Linked DNA regions of Oryctolagus cuniculus: region 2 is linked to region 1. Evidence: chromatin contacts called from public Micro-C data. All regions are on one chromosome and are shown on one strand. The core of a region is the stretch at or near the end of the contact, and the rest is flanking DNA. Distances in the headings are between cores, read along the strand shown. Region 1 holds the start of P3H4 (prolyl 3-hydroxylase family member 4 (inactive)). Region 2 has its middle 5.2 kb from the start of HAP1.

What was found. A called contact is a pair of places that touch in the nucleus more often than the background predicts.
Region 2: a contact with region 1 is called in a Micro-C map of ear pinna, with 2.6 times the contacts expected there. The contact joins the enhancer-like site here to the promoter of P3H4 in region 1. A contact is called at or near these places in 6 of 6 Hi-C or Micro-C datasets (ear pinna, embryonic fibroblasts, liver and 3 more).

Annotation. Positions count from the first base shown.
Region 1 is chr17:20,910,144-20,917,396 of mOryCun1.1, reverse strand. P3H4 (prolyl 3-hydroxylase family member 4 (inactive)) reads right to left here and starts at 4,699. Exons shown (of 8, transcript XM_002719387.5): 1 at 4,178-4,699; 2 at 3,928-4,080; 3 at 3,658-3,829; 4 at 3,043-3,171; 5 at 2,545-2,690; 6 at 1,930-2,013; 7 at 656-800; 8 at 90-439. The coding sequence starts at 4,642. The coding sequence ends at 417. FKBP10 (FKBP prolyl isomerase 10) reads left to right here and starts at 5,292. Exons shown (of 10, transcript XM_008271477.4): 1 at 5,292-5,845. The coding sequence starts at 5,607.
Region 2 is chr17:20,953,237-20,960,489 of mOryCun1.1, reverse strand. No RefSeq gene overlaps it. Among named protein-coding and RNA genes, the nearest start is that of HAP1, 5.2 kb to the left of the region's middle. Within about 2 kb of position 2,584, at least 1 of the 8 cell types and tissues checked has an H3K27ac peak or open chromatin away from gene starts, as enhancers often do. A contact at or near this core is called in ear pinna, where this site is marked.

The sequences.
Region 1 (7,253 bases), core at 3,450-5,949:
GACACACACCGCTCACTCAGACTCCAGGCGCTTCGGATGTACCCCTGCCCTCTGCACTGTAGAGAAGAGGGAGGCGAGACCTTGGGAGCTGGGACTCATTAACAACATTTATTGAGCACCACCGCCAGCGCGCCCAGACCCCTGGACTCCTGCTGCAGTGCTCTCAAAGCTTCACCGTCCCTGCAAAGCGGCTGAGACTCCAGCCAGCAGCGGCAGCCTTCTCCGGGAGGCCAGCCGAGGAATCCCCAGGGGTGGGGGGTCCCGAGACACAGACCAGGCAGGACAAGGACACGGTCCGGGGGCAGCCGCACTCCCGGCTGGGCCAGGCTCAGCCGCGTCCCTTTGAAGTTGTAATAAATATTCTCTTCTGCCCAGCTTGGCAGGCGCTCTTGCCGAGTGTGGGGTGGGGGCACTTCTCACGCTAGTTCAGGCTCTGGCTCTGCAACGGGCAGGAGACAGCGCTGGCATCAGCCGCCTCCCAACAGGTCCCAGCCGTCCGGGACAGGCTTTGCTCACGAGCTGGACGCCCCCCAAGGAGGGGTCCCCGCAGCCGCACACCTGCCCCAGTGGCTCTGTAGCCCCGCAGGAAGATGGCTCAGTCCCCACCCCCCACCCCAGGCAGCACCCCCACCCCTCCAGGGGGACCGCCGCTGACCAGCTTCAGCCTCATCTCCCTTGGCATCCGGCTCCTGCCACCAGTCTGCATACAGGCCCTCCTCATAGTCGCCCTCCCCCTCAAACTCGGCGTCCGAAGGGGGCTCCTCGGGCTCCGTGGGCGGCCCTGGCTCCTCCAACTCCATCTGGATGGCAGGGGAGAAGTCGCGGGCCCCGGCTCAGATGGGGCCCTGGCTGGCCAAGGGAACCTCTGCTCCCACCTCTCATTCCCCAGAGCCACCCGGCGTTGGCTTGGGCACCGCCCAGCCACAGCCTCGCCTTCTAAGCGTTAACTACTGTGCCGAGGACATCGCCAGTCCATACCCAGTGCCTGGACATCCCTTGTGGGCATCTGCTCTGGAGCCCTGTGCTGGCCTCTGCAGCAGCACAGCTTGCCCCTCCCCCCGGGCTGCGATCTGCTTGGGAAAGCCACTGTGGCTTGCATCAGCTTCCCCCAGCCCCAGGCTGGGCAACAAGGGGCAGCCATGGAGCGCAGCACCGCCCACCACCGCCATGCCCTGAGCACCCAGCATGTGCTGGCTCTCACTGCATTCCCACCACAGCCACGGCAGGTGGGCGTCATTCGCCCCATGAGAGGAAGAAACGGAAACCTCAGAGCCCCCCAAGACTTTCCTGGAGGCTTCCCAGCTGGCACGCGGTGGGCCAGGTCTGGTAGGCACCTGTGCCTGGGCGCTAACAGTGTGGACCCCGCCCCGGGTCGGATGGATGGGGGTGGGTTCGTCATAAAGGAGGGGGCGAAGAAATAACCATTTAGCAGTGGCTCCTCGGGAAACGCTGGCTGTGGAGGCCTCATTCATAATCACGTGGTCCATCTCTGTGGCACCAGCATTCACTCCAGTCATTCAAACCCCACAGCTGGGAGCGACCTGGCCGCTGTGCCATGGCACAGTCCTGCGGGAGACTGGCCAGGGAAGCAGGCCAGGGGCAAGATGGACCCAGGCTGCAAAGAACTCCAGGTCCAGGCCACAGGTGGGCAGGGAGGCAAGGGGGGTCAGAGGTGGCGCTGCAAGCCCAGAAGAGAGCCAGTGCACGCAGCAAGGGCTTCCTGGAGGAGGCGCCACCTGAGCTGGCCCAGGAGACACAGACTGGAGCGGGTGAGAGGAGAGGCCTACACACTGAGGGGGAGGAGAGGGAAGACAAGCCTCTCCCACGCCCCAGCTGCCCGCTGCAGGCTGCACTGGACTTCAGCCCACGCCGCAGCCCCTGGTAAAGGTGTCCCCATCACAGCCAGCCCTGGAGGGCAGGGCCACTCACCTCGTCGTCTGACTGCAGGTACATGTGCGAGAACTCCAGCAGCTCCCGCAGCTCAGAGGTCTGGTTGTGGTACAGCACGGCCTCCTAGCAGGAGGGAAGGGTGGGCGGTGAGCGGGGCTCTGGTCCAGACCGGGGAGCCAGGCACCGGGCCTCTTCCAGGCCAAGGACCAGGAGCAGGTGGCCGCCCCCCTGCGGACTAAATGACAGCAGCTGCTTGCAGAGCTGTGGTAAGGCGCATTCTGAGGGTGTCCCAACGGATGGGCAATGCCTCCCACTGCCGAGGAAGGTAGGCGTGGCACCATGGACCTCACCAGCCTTGCCCTGGTCTCCAAAGGGCTGGCTCAGCTGGTCGGGGGGGGGGGGGCAGTCCCCGGGGAAGAAGGGGGAAGGCTGGGAGTGAGGGTGGTGGGGGCGAGGAGGGTGCAGGAGGTGGGCCCCGAGCGGGTGCAGCAGATGGGACCAGCCCCTGTGCAGACGTGAACAGGGTCGGGGCTCTGAAGCCAGCACTCCAGCCACAAGCCCGCGTTCCCCTGGCCGTTCGAGGGGGCCAATTTCGTTTTGTTTCACTGAAATCACAACGCAGCTGCGGCAGGAGCCGCAGGGAGCTGTGCCCACCTCCCGCGGCCGGAAGTCGTCCTCCTCCAGGCCCCAGCGCGCGCGGTGGAAGCGGTAGTACACCAGGTTCTGCTGCATGACGCTGTCCTCGGGGTCGAAGAGCATGTAGCTGGCGGCGCTGCGGGCGGCCTGGCGCACGTCATTCACTGGGCAGGACAGGCGTGGGGATGGCCCTGGCACTCCCCTAACCCTAGCCCACCCCCAAGAATACCTGTTGCCCCTCCCCACCTGGAATGATGCAGCCAGCACGTTTTAGGCACCTATGGCACGCCCCCGCCTCCGTAAGCTGGCCTTGACACCAAGTGCAAGTCTCGGGCACGGAGGCGTTAAGTAACTCGCCCAAGCTGAACTGCCTCCTGTTCCCTGCCTCTCCCCACCCCAGACCCCCAGCCTTCCCTCCCACTACATAGGGGCCTCATTCTGGGGGACAGCTCCCCACCAACCCGGGAGAGCCCAGCAGTCCTCTGTCCCGCCCAAGTCCCGCCCCAAGAGGCTCACGCTTGTAGTAGGCAAACTGCAGGTAGTGATACATGGTGGCCACGAACTTGTCCACAAAGTAGCCGCCCACATTGGGGGTCAAGTTGGTCTCGCAGTCCACCTTGCACTGCAGCGACTCTGCGAAGAGATCTGGAGGTGGTCGGCAGAGGTGAGGAGCTGGCCCTGTCCTCACCGCTCCCTCCCACCCACCTGGCCTCCAAGTCCCGCCCTGCCCACCGGGCCCCACTTCCTGTCCGGAAAGTGCACTCTGCTGCGTAGTGCAGCCCCAGCCACTGGGGGCCAGGGCATCCTGGGAGAATGACAGGTGAGGTTTGGGACAGGACTGGAGCACAGAGAAGCTAAGGACACCCCTGTCTGGGGGATTCTGGAGTGAGAGATCCTAAGGCAAGGTGTGAATTTTGCCCACAAAGTGCCTTCTGTGCTGTTTCTCACCTTTGCGCCTGCATTGCCCTCTGCAGCCCCGCCCGGCACCTTGGGCACCCCAGCCTCTGTCTCTGGCAGCTGGAGGGCTCCCTGGGGTCCAGGTGACAGCTCTGCCTGTCCCACGGAGGGGACGCATGCAAGGTACCCTCAGGTGCTCTGCCACGCAGGCCCACACGGCGGCGTGGGAGATACCTGCGATGGCTGGGTAGAAGTCTTTGAAGTCCACCTGCTCGTGGGCGCCCTCGCAGCCGGCCAGGCACCGCGCGAACACGGCCAGGTACTCGGCCAGGGCCCGCTCCATGTCCTCCGTGCTGCCGCGGAAGTCGCCGCTGTTGTAGAGTTTCACGGCTCGCAGAAACACCGCCTGGGGGAGCGCGCGGGGGGCGTCAGGGGCACCCCGTGCCCGCCCCGCGCGCGGCCTGCCCGCCCCACCCCACCCCACCCCACCCCACCCCACCCCACCTCGTAGGGCTGGGCCTCGAGGTCGGTGAGGGCCTCGTCCGCCACGTCCAGCATGCCCCGGTAGTAGCTGAGGTACTTGGCGGTCAGCTCGTGCTTCGGGTTCCTCTGCAGGAAGGTGTAGGCGGCGGCCACGGCCTTCTCCAGCCGGTTAGCCTGGCGGGAGGCGAGGGCAGCCGGTCAGCGGGGCCGCCGGGCGCGGGCGCGGGCGCGGGCGCGGGCCCGGGGCGGCCGCGGCCGACGGGGCGCGCACCTTGAACAGCGCATAGTGCAGGTACTGGTAGGGCAGGCGGCTCTGGAAGTCGCGCAGCAGCTGGCGCGGCGGGTAGGGCAGCTGGAACGCGGGCAGCGTCCGCTTGCAGCGCCGCAGGCAGGCGGCGCGCTCCAGGACGTGGCCGAAGAGGCGCAGCTCGCGCGCCCAGTCGTCGGCGCGGGCGGCGGCGGGCGCGGGCGGCGGGCGGCCGGCCGCGGCGGCGCTGCAGTTGGCGTGGCAGAAGGCCTCGCTGTCGCGCAGCAGCCGGTGCAGCCGCAGCGCCGCCTCCAGGTAGCGCGCGCTCTCGCGCCAGCTCTCGCCCTCGTACTGCTCCAGCGCGTGCCCGTAGGCCGCCGCCAGCGGCATCAGGTCCTCTGGCGGGAAGCCGCGGAAGCTGTACTTCTCGTACTGCGCCCCGGCGCTGCCCAGCAGCAGCCACAGCAGCCCCCACGCCGCCCGAGCCATGCCCCCGCCGCGCCCGGAGGCTCTGCCGAGCTCCGAGGGCGGCCCGGCCCCGCGGGCGGGCGGGCGGGAGCGGGGGCCGGGCGGGCGCGCCTGCTGGGTCTTAGCGCCGGGCGCGAGCGGAGCGGCCGGGGCAGTGCCCCCCCCTGCTCAGAGGGGCCTGAGGCGTCCGGATCCCTCCCCTCCGTTCGCCCGACCTCTCGCCCTCGGGAGGTGGCGGGGACGTGGGAGAAGGCTGCATGCCAAAGATGCGGAGCCAGGAAGACCCCCACGGCCAGTGTCCGCCCTTTGCGAAGAAGAAGCGGAGGGAGCAGCCTGAGCCCCGGAACCTGGGCGCCCCGGTCCCTTCTGCACCCACCACGTGTCGTCCCCAGCTCGCCTTGGGAGGCACCCACTGGGGGACCCCCCCCGCACGCTTTCTACCGTCTCCATCCCCATCTCACAGAGATGGAGACACAGCTGCCCCTCCCCGGGGAGACGGGGGTGGGGTGGGGAGGGGGTTGGGAGGCCCTGAGCCCCCGCTCCTATCCACCTGGTGGGGCCTAGATTCGGGGGTAGGTGCTGCAAAGGCCGGGACGGCTTAGGCTGACTTTAGGACCCGGGGCCTCCGAAAAAAAGACGGCGAACTTTTCTGGGGTTGGGAAGTCCGCTCAGACTTCTCATCTTTCCGCAGCCTCCCTCCCCGGCCTGGGCCCCGGCTGGAGACGGCAGCGGGCAACCCGGAGCTCTTGCGCCTCATTCCTCGGGCGCCACCGTGGCTCTCAGCCGCGACCCCTCCTCCAATTCCTGCGCCACCACCCCCGCCCTGCCAGCTCAGTCTCCCCAGCCCCCATTCCACGTGGACCAGCCAGGGCGGGGGTAGGGAAGGACAGGAAGGGGGGGAGCCATCTGGGGAGGAGGGGGAAGCAGGCCGGCGCCCGCGGCTCGCTCGCTGGCCCTCACTGCCGCCGTCTCGGTTGCGGGCACCATGTTCGCCGCGGGCCCCCCCAGCCACACCCTCCGCCGGCTCCCGCTGTCGCTGCTGCTGTTGCTGCAGGTCTCGGGCAGGGGGCTGGGCCGCGCCAGCCCGGCCGGCGGGCCCCTGGAAGATGTGGTCATCGAGCGCTACCACATCCCCAGGGCCTGTCCCCGGGAGGTGCAGATGGGGGACTTTGTGCGCTACCACTACAACGGCACTTTTGAGGACGGCAAGAAGTTTGACTCGAGGTAAGGAGTGCGCGCCCCGACTCTCCACCGCCTCCCTTCCCCGGCCCTGTGGTTTCCTTTGAAGCCGTGCATCCCCCGTGTGGCTCCGGGAACCCCTAACCCCAAACAGCAGCCTGGGGCACACCTCCCCGGCCCGATCGCAAGCCCTCACCGCTCGGACCCCCACGCGCCCCCATGCTCTCCCTCCTGGCCGCTGTCTAGGACGCGACTGGCGGGTGTTGGGGGCCAGGTGTGGCCCAGGAGGCTGGTGAACTGGGGGTGGTCTGTCGGCCTGGGACCCCCTCCCCTTCCACCCCACCTGACTCCCTTCCCAGATCCACCCCCTCTTTGCAGTGAGTTTGTTGCCGTTGAAGAGGCAACAGGACTTGTGGGAGGCGCAGGGATTTTCAGCAGGGAGATAAAGCAGTCGGGCAGTGTGGCTGCAGGCTGGCTCTGGGGCCGGGCAGAGGGGCCCTGTCTGTCTACGTGTCACACCCATGGCCGTACCATTCTGGGTTCCCTCTCCGAGCCTCCTGGCACCCCCCCTCCTCCATTTTAGCTCTACCAGGCCAGTGCTGCCGCCCATCTTGCCAGCCTGGAGACTTGAGGTGCGGACTTCAGGTCTGATCCGGGCCCGTTGAAGTCCACTCGGGTTGGTGGAGCGAGGCAGAGCCGTGCACTGGCCTCAGGGACAGACTCTGAGACCGTGTCTCATGCACGCATCGCTGTCCCACACTCAGAGGGGTCGACCCCCTGGGACTCAGCCCAGTCCCGGGGAGGGCAGTGGCCTTGACTTTGGAGACAGAACACCCGGTGGTAACAGCAGCCGCAGATTCAAATGCAGGCTGTGACCGTGAGCTGGCTTCGTTCTCCTTGTGTGAGAACTGAACGTAAAAACTTCCCATGCCCGGGGCCGGGATGCTCGCAGGCGGCCTTTCCACGGAGGCTCCTGTTCTCAGGTTTGCTGTGCACAGCCTTGACCTTGGAGACAGCTTTAACCCAGAGCAGCACCTCGAGGAAAGCGCCCGGAGTCAGGAGGAGTTGGAGGCCCTGGGGGCTCTGGTAGCTGACCCCCAGCCGAGTGTGTGGAGCTGGGAGAACTCTCGGCCCTGTGGCGCTCTGTGATCACATTTAAAATCTGCTGCCCTCCCTTCACTTCTGAAAGCCGAAAATAAACTTAAAAGGCGTGTAGCCGAAAATGGATACAAGCATGGCCATTCTGGGAAAGGCCTTTGAACCCAGCCCCTGTCCTCGGCCCTGGCCAGCTCTGCTCCCCCCACCCCAGCCCCTTCCTTAGAGAATCGTCGTTGCCACAGCAGAAGCAGGGGCCCACATACTCCCACCAGCCGTGTGACCTTGGGCCAGGTGCTTGGTTTCTCCAGCCTCAATTCCTCTCGTAAGAAAAACAAAAGCAATAACAATAATGCCC
Region 2 (7,253 bases), core at 1,335-3,834, 45 kb before region 1:
CCAACGGCAAAGGAAGGCCTTTCTCTCTGTCTCTCTCACTGTCCACTCTGCCTGTCAAAAAAATTAAAAAATAAAAAATAAATTTAAAAAAAGCACGGCCCTGTCTGGTTGTGCTGTTACTGAAACACTGGCTCCAAACCATCACCTCATTCGCCGGGAATCAGAACCCCACACCCTCGACCCTGCCCTCCCTGTCCTCACTCCAGGTCGCCGGTCCCTTCTGACAAGCTGTTGCGCGTGGCTCAGGCCAGAGACATTGGAGAAAACAATGGGACTTCTGCAGCTGGCGTTGTGACACAGTGGGTTCAGCCGACACCTATAGCCCAGGCATCCCATATGAGCATCAAGTCCAGGCTGCTCCACTTCCAATCCAGTTCTCTGCTAATGCACCTGCCCCCATGTGGGAGGCCTGGATGCAGTTCCTGGCTTCTGACTTTGGCCTGGCCCCCAGGCCTGGCTGTTGCAGCCATTTGGGAAGTGATATCCGTGATATCTCTCTCTCTGTCTCTCTCCCCTCCCCCCTTTCAAATAAATAAATAATTCTTTTAAAGATGGGAGCTAGAGGCAGGAAGTCCATTCTCTGCACTCCACGTGTTTCTGTTTCCTGTGGTTTCTTTGTCAGTAAAAAGCCCACAGGAGACGCAGCCACAGGGACTGCAGGCGACAGTGAGGGTGAAGGTGGTGAGGGCTGCACGGGCACCAGTGCAGCCGGGACTCGGTGAGGCTGCAGCCCCAGCACCTAGCACAGGGCAGCCGTGCATCCAGCAGGAGCCCTACATTCCCGAGAGATGCTTGTGGAATTGAATTGGTTCTGGCCCACAAGGGAGAGTCCTGTAGTCCTGTGGCCCCCAGGGAGTTGGGGTGTAGAAGAAACAAGAGGGAGGGAGAGGATGGAGCTGGGGGATCCTGGTAGCTTCCTGGTGACTGCACCCCCAGGTCGGGGCACCTGGCAACTCCGGCTGCAGCCACCAGAGGGCAGTGCCAGCCTACACACCACCTCAGTCCACAGCACGCACACAGATACACACACACACACACACACACACACACACCCCTGCAGGGTCTGTTCTCCAGGAGGGATAGTGACTCCATTTTAGAGATGGAAAAACCAAGGTTCAGACCCTCCCCCAGTAAACATTTTGAGCAGGACTGCCCAGGAGAGTCAAAGACTAGAGGGGGTCGGGTCTCTCCAGGGATGTCCTGTCTGCTGTCCCCTCCCTTCCCTGCCACTGGGCAGAGAGACTCAGGCTTCCTGCCTCCTGTCCAGTGGCTGCCCTCTGACCCCTGCTGGACCAGAGACTGGACAGGTGGGAGCAGAAGACTGACCAGGCTGTAAAGCCTGGCACACCCTCCAGGAACTCAGAGCATGGCCACCCGGATGCTCGGCCTCAGGCAGTGCACGTCGGCTCCTCCCATAGACAGTTCCTGGATAAAATCATCCACAACAAGTGACCCCATTAAAAAAAAAAAGGCCCTGAGGGTCAGTGCTCAGGATCCGGGCAGGGCCAGGCACCAGCATTACTTCTGTATCAACTAGGGGAGCCAGACCAAGGGTGCCCTGGACTTCGGATGGGGGCCACCTTCCCACCCCCTGCCACCTGCTGCTTCCCAAAGGCCTCGGAGGAGTAGCCCCCTCTTCCCCACCCCCCTTCCCCACCAGGACCGGGCATCAGTCACCATAGTCCCCACCCCGCCCAGCACCCAGTCATCAGCAGAGACAGGGCCACTGGGCCACCCTCCACCCCGCAGGGTCCCCCTTTCCTTTACTTCTTCCAGACCTGGCCAGACTCCTGAGGCTCCCAGGCCCTCTGCCTCCCCCTGCTGGCCAGGGCAGGGAAGGGAGAGCAGCAAGGACTGAGGGCAAGCAGACGGCAAGAGTCCGGTTGAGGGCGGCCGGGCAGGAGCTCCAGTTTCCAACCAGAACCCTGCACAAAGAGACATTTCCCTCACCCTGAACCCCTGCTCTTTCCAAGCTGGGGTCTCTTGTGTTCAGGAAGCACCCCAGGTCCCACACACCCAGCAGGCACACCGCTACCCCCCCTTCTGAGGTCTGACGCCTCCTCCAGGAGGCCCTCTCCGGGGATCCTCTCCTGCCTGTAGCTACTCAGGCCTTATTCACAGGGTGATCCATTTGAATTACAATGAGGCCAGTGTCTGCTCTGTTCACTTCTGTGTTTTTCAGACTCTAATTAGCAATCCTATAAATATTTGCCGAATGAACACATGGATGGATTTCTGGGGCTGGGGGTGGGGTGGTGTCTCCTGGGCTGTGAGCCCCAATGGCTCCAGCAGGACCTGGCTTGCCCAGAGGTCTGGGCTCCCAAACCAGTGCTCCATGTTCCCCCGCACAGGCGACCTAGCACAGGTGGGCAAGCCCCACCAGGAACAGCAGGAGCGGCAGACCCTCAGAGAGTGACCCTCCGCACAGTCCAGGTTCCCTCCCCTGCTCCTACCTGGAGGCCCTCAGCCCAACCCCCCGCCCCCCCTCCTGGAAGCAGAACTGGAGGCCTGGGGTGGCCTGGCACTGTGTCCAGCAGGTTGGCAAGTCCCTGACCAGGGAGGCTACAGAGACAGCAATTTCGCTCTGTGGAAGGGCAGGGCTATCAGCCGGCTCCAGCCTTCAGGGCAGGTGGCCAGGGCGGGCGGCAAGCCTGGCAGGACCCTGGCAGGTCCCCACAGCGTCCTCCACTGGCTGGCCTTGGCCCTAGTCCACCGCTCCCTGGGATCTGTGCACCCAGGGAGAAGCGCACCTTCACAGAGCTGAGCTGAGCCGGGGCACTGTCTGCCTCTGTCCCTTCCTCTTCTCATCACTAAAAGGAAAACAGTGTAATTACTATTTTACAGATGAGAAGCTCAGGCCCAGAGAGGTCGAGTAACATATCCAAGGCCACGCAGCCAGGAAGTGCCAGGGAGGTCGGACCACAGGCTGGGGAAGGGGCTCAGGGGCCTGCACCCCTCCCTACCCCTCCCCTCCCCGGGGCTGCCTATGCTCCTGAGCCATCTCTGCATTTTGGGGGCAGACATCACGGTGTAGGGAGTTAAGCTGCAACCCGGAGTGTCTGGTTCAAGTTTGGCTGCTCTGCTTCCAATCCAGCTCCCTGCTAATGTGCCTGGGAAGCAGCAGAAGATGGACCATGCCCTGGGCCCCTGCCACCCACATGGGAGACCTGGATGGAGTTCCTGGCTCCCGGCTGTGGCCTAGCCCAGTGCTAACTGTTGCAGCCATTCAGAGAGTGGACCAGTGGATGATCTCTCTATCTCTGTGTCTCTCCCTCTCTCTGTGTTACTCTGCCTTTCAAATAAATAAATAATTCTTAAAACAGAAAAAATAAAAGACAAGAAAAAAGAAACAGTAGTTTTGGGGTCTACCGCTAGATCTTTTTTTTTTAAGATTATTATTATTATTTACTTGAGAGAGAGAGTTACAGACAGAGAGAGGGAAAGACAGAGAAAGATCTGTCTGATGGTTCACTCCCTAAATGGCCACAACAGCCAGCGCTGGGCCAGGCCAGGCCAGAGCCGGGAGCTTCACCTGGGTCTCCCATGTCGGTGCAGGGGCCAAGGACTTGGGCCATCCTCCGCTGCTTTCCCAGGCCATAGCAGAGAGCTGGATAGAAAGTGGAGCAGCCAGGACTGAAGCCGGAACCCATCTGGGATGCTGGCATCACGGGCGGCAGCTTAACCAGCTATGCTACAGTGCCGACTCCCAGTCTTAGGCATTGTAAAAACACTAGTCTAAGGAGTCTGTGGCTTCACAGGCTTAAAAAAAAAAAGGTGACGAGCCCTGGGCTAGAGAAGCGTGAGGAGTATTTCAGGGTGAAATGATACGAGATCTGGGGTTTGCGTACAGAGACAGCAAAGTGGACGTGAGTGACATAACAAGAACAGCACAGCGTTCATGGCCTTGAAGGTGAGACCTGGGCACACGGGAAAGCCTTGTTCCACCGGCAGCTTTTAGGCCTTGCTTGGAAAGCTTCCTAAGAGAAAGATGTTTCACATGTCTGCGTCCAGCCACGCTATCTGTGGTGTGGGTAGAGCTCGCGTGTGGCTCCCGGGGTCCTAGGCTGAGACGATCCCCATGGTGAGGGAGAAGGCGTGGACCTTTCCCCACACACTGGGACGCCCTGCTTCTGCAGGTGAGTGGACCCTGGAACACAGCAGGTGCAACAGCTGCTGGCCCCGCCCCAGGCGGGGGCGGCAGAGTTCTCTGTGCTCACCACAGCTGGGCCTCCTGCAGGCCAGCCCACACGCCCGCCCTGGCTTCCTCTCTGCCCCGGGTGCAAACGCTGACTCGGGGCAAGGGCCTGGCACTCCCTCATCTCTGTGTCCTCCAGCCTGGGGAAGGCTGTGGGCTGCAGCACTCGATGAACGCCCGCAAACCAGGGGAGCGGGCTGGTGGGCCCTGACCACCCTGACCCCAGGCTCTTCCTCAAGGCCCGGCTCTCCCCAAAGCCTCCTCTATCTTTCGCCTCCTCCAACCACATCGCAGTTGCTGGGCTGGGGGCCGGCACTGTGGGGTAGCAGGTAAAGCCACTGCCTGCGATGCTGGCACCCATAGGGGCACCAGCCAGTTCATGTCCCAGCCGCTCCACCTCTGATCCGGCTCCCTGCTAATGCTCCTGGAAAGCAGCGGAACATGGCCCAAGTGCATGGGCCCCTCACCCACGTGGGAGACCCGGATGGAGTTCCAGGCTCTTGGCTTCTGCCTGACCCAACCCTGGCCACTGCAGCCATCTGGGGAATGAATCGGAGTGGATGAAAGATATCTCTCTCTCTCCATCTCTGTTTGTTACTCTGCCTTTCAAATAAACAGATAAAACTCTAAAAAACAAAACAACAACAATAACAAAACCACTGGGCTACACAAAGCGTTGGACTAGCACTTGGGTGATTATTTAGAGCTTTTGGTGTGTGTGTATGTATTGATTTTATTTACTTGAGAGGAAGGGAGACAAGGAGAGGGAAAGAGGGACAGAGATCCTGTCCACTGGCTCACTCCCCAGATGCTGAGCAGAAGCCTGGAGCAGCCACTCAATGAGTCACCTTCGAGGGTGGCGGGAACCCAAGTCCTGGAACCATCACCGCCGCCTCCCAGCATCTGCACTCGCAGGAAGCTGCGCTCAGGGCTGGAGCTGGACACCACACTCAGGCACTGACTGTGATCTGGGACACGGGAAGCCTAAGCAGCTTCTTACCCTGCAGGCCAAATGCCCACGTCCTCTGTGGCCGTGAACTCTTCCTCATGGAGACCTCAGCTGGACTGGAAGCGGCCACACAGGGGCAGGGGCAGCTGCGCACTCGCCGTGGTCCACTCACTTGAGCACCTTCCCCGCTGTGCACCGACTCCTTAGTCCCGACGGTGGGCTTTCCTGGTTGCACGGGCAGGCAAGGGTCGGTCATCCCCAGGGCCAGCCGGCCTGTGCACCCCTGCAATGCTGTCCACTTTTGCCGGAGCTCTCTGCTCACACTCAACAAAGGCTATCAGAGAGAGCCTGTGTAAGAGCTCTCAAAACCTCAGTTTTCCCTATCTGGTAAATGGGGGCAGTGAAGTACAGGTCCTGCTTAGTAGAGCCCTCATAGACGCAGGTGGGATAAGGAGGGTAAAGTTCTTCCTGGCTGCCTCTGAGCCGGTGCTCAGCTTGGGGGAGCAGGGTCACCCCTCCAGCTTCAGGAAGGCCCTGGGGCAGTCATGCAGGATTCTCAGCCCCTTCTCTCTCCAGGAGAGAAGAACCAAGAGCAGTGCCCTGGTCAAAACCTCCAGAGGCAAGGGAGGGAGGAACAGGCGGAACCCGGAGGTCTGGTCCATCCTGCTGCAGGGCAGAGGCAGGAGCAGTGAGGCAGGGCGGCCAGGAGGGGGCGTGCTAGGAGCAGGTGCTCCCCCACCCTCCAGCGCCCTGCTGAGGCCCTGGCTGGACATGAACCGCAAGCCCAGGGACCATGGGGCTCGCATCCCCGCGGGCGGCTGGCGGCTCTGCGGCTCCCACTCCAGCGCGCAAGTGCGTCCGGCCGCCCAGGTTTCTCCACGCGTGAAGGGGCGGTGGGAGGGTCAGAGCGCCAGTGTCATGGAGCTGCTTTGAGAAGGGACCAAGAGCAGAGCACGCTCACACAGCTCCACGTCCAGCGCTCTGGGAGAAGCCGCTGGAGAAGATGGACACAGTCCTGTGGGGGCTCCGCACAGCGCCGGGAACAGTCCCCCGGGGCGCAGAGCTGCGAACTGGCCTCTGTGGGGCAGAAGCACCCCGGACCCAGCCAGCTGAGTGAGGAGTCCAGGCATTCTAGGATTCTAAGGGCCCTGGGCCACACTTTGTCCCACAGGTGGTGACTTCTGGCAGAGCCTGGGCACCTTCATCCAGGCCCTCCCACCGGGCAGCCTCCAGCCTCACCGCCCAGGGACAGGGAGCCCGGCGTAGCGGTCCCCAACCTTGTGGGCAGTCCTTGGTCTGGGAAAGCCTTCGAGACTTCTGCTTGGGGCCAGCATATCAGCCCACCCAGCCACTTCGTGTCCACCCTCCCGTGCTCCCGAGGGCAGCTGGCAGGCCTTGTGCTAACCCACCCATCCCCTGGCACTGGTCCTCCTGACCCCATGGGGGCTCCCCAGGCTGGCACCGAGTTCCCAGTGCACCTGGGCTCCAGGTCTCCTGGGGAGAGGGGCTGGGGGAAGCGCTTGGGGAACAAGGATGCCGACCCCAGCTCTGGTAGTCAGAGGAGCAGCTGCTTAAGTGCCCGCTTGCCACACCCACATCCCACATAGGAGCGCCAGTTCCAGTCCTGGCTGCTCCGCTCCCAATCCCGCTCCCTATCCCGCTCCCTGCTAATGCATCCGGGAGGCAGCTGGCCTGAGTGCTTGCGTCCCTGCCACCCACGTGGGAGACCCAGAGTCTCCATTTTGGCTCAGCCCAACCTCAGCTCTTGTGGACATTTAGGGAGTGAACCAGCTCTCTCTCTCAAATAAAACCAAACCAACCCCCACCCCCACCCAGTGGCTTGCACTCCTAAGCCCTCTCCAATGTCCCTCTCCTAAGTCCAATGCACATTGCATGCTTGGGCCACATGCCCGGGCCCTCCCAGTCCAACTCGTTCTCATTCTGCAGCCTTGCTTTGTGTCATCTCCTCCTCCCCTAGGCTGGCCAGGCCGCCGCCCTGCTGCCATCTCTCACTCTCCACCCAGGACAGGCCACTGTGTCGGCTGCCCAGGAACACCAAGGCCTTCACTGGCGCCCAGCTGGCACCTCCAGCTCCCCGCCCCTGGGCAA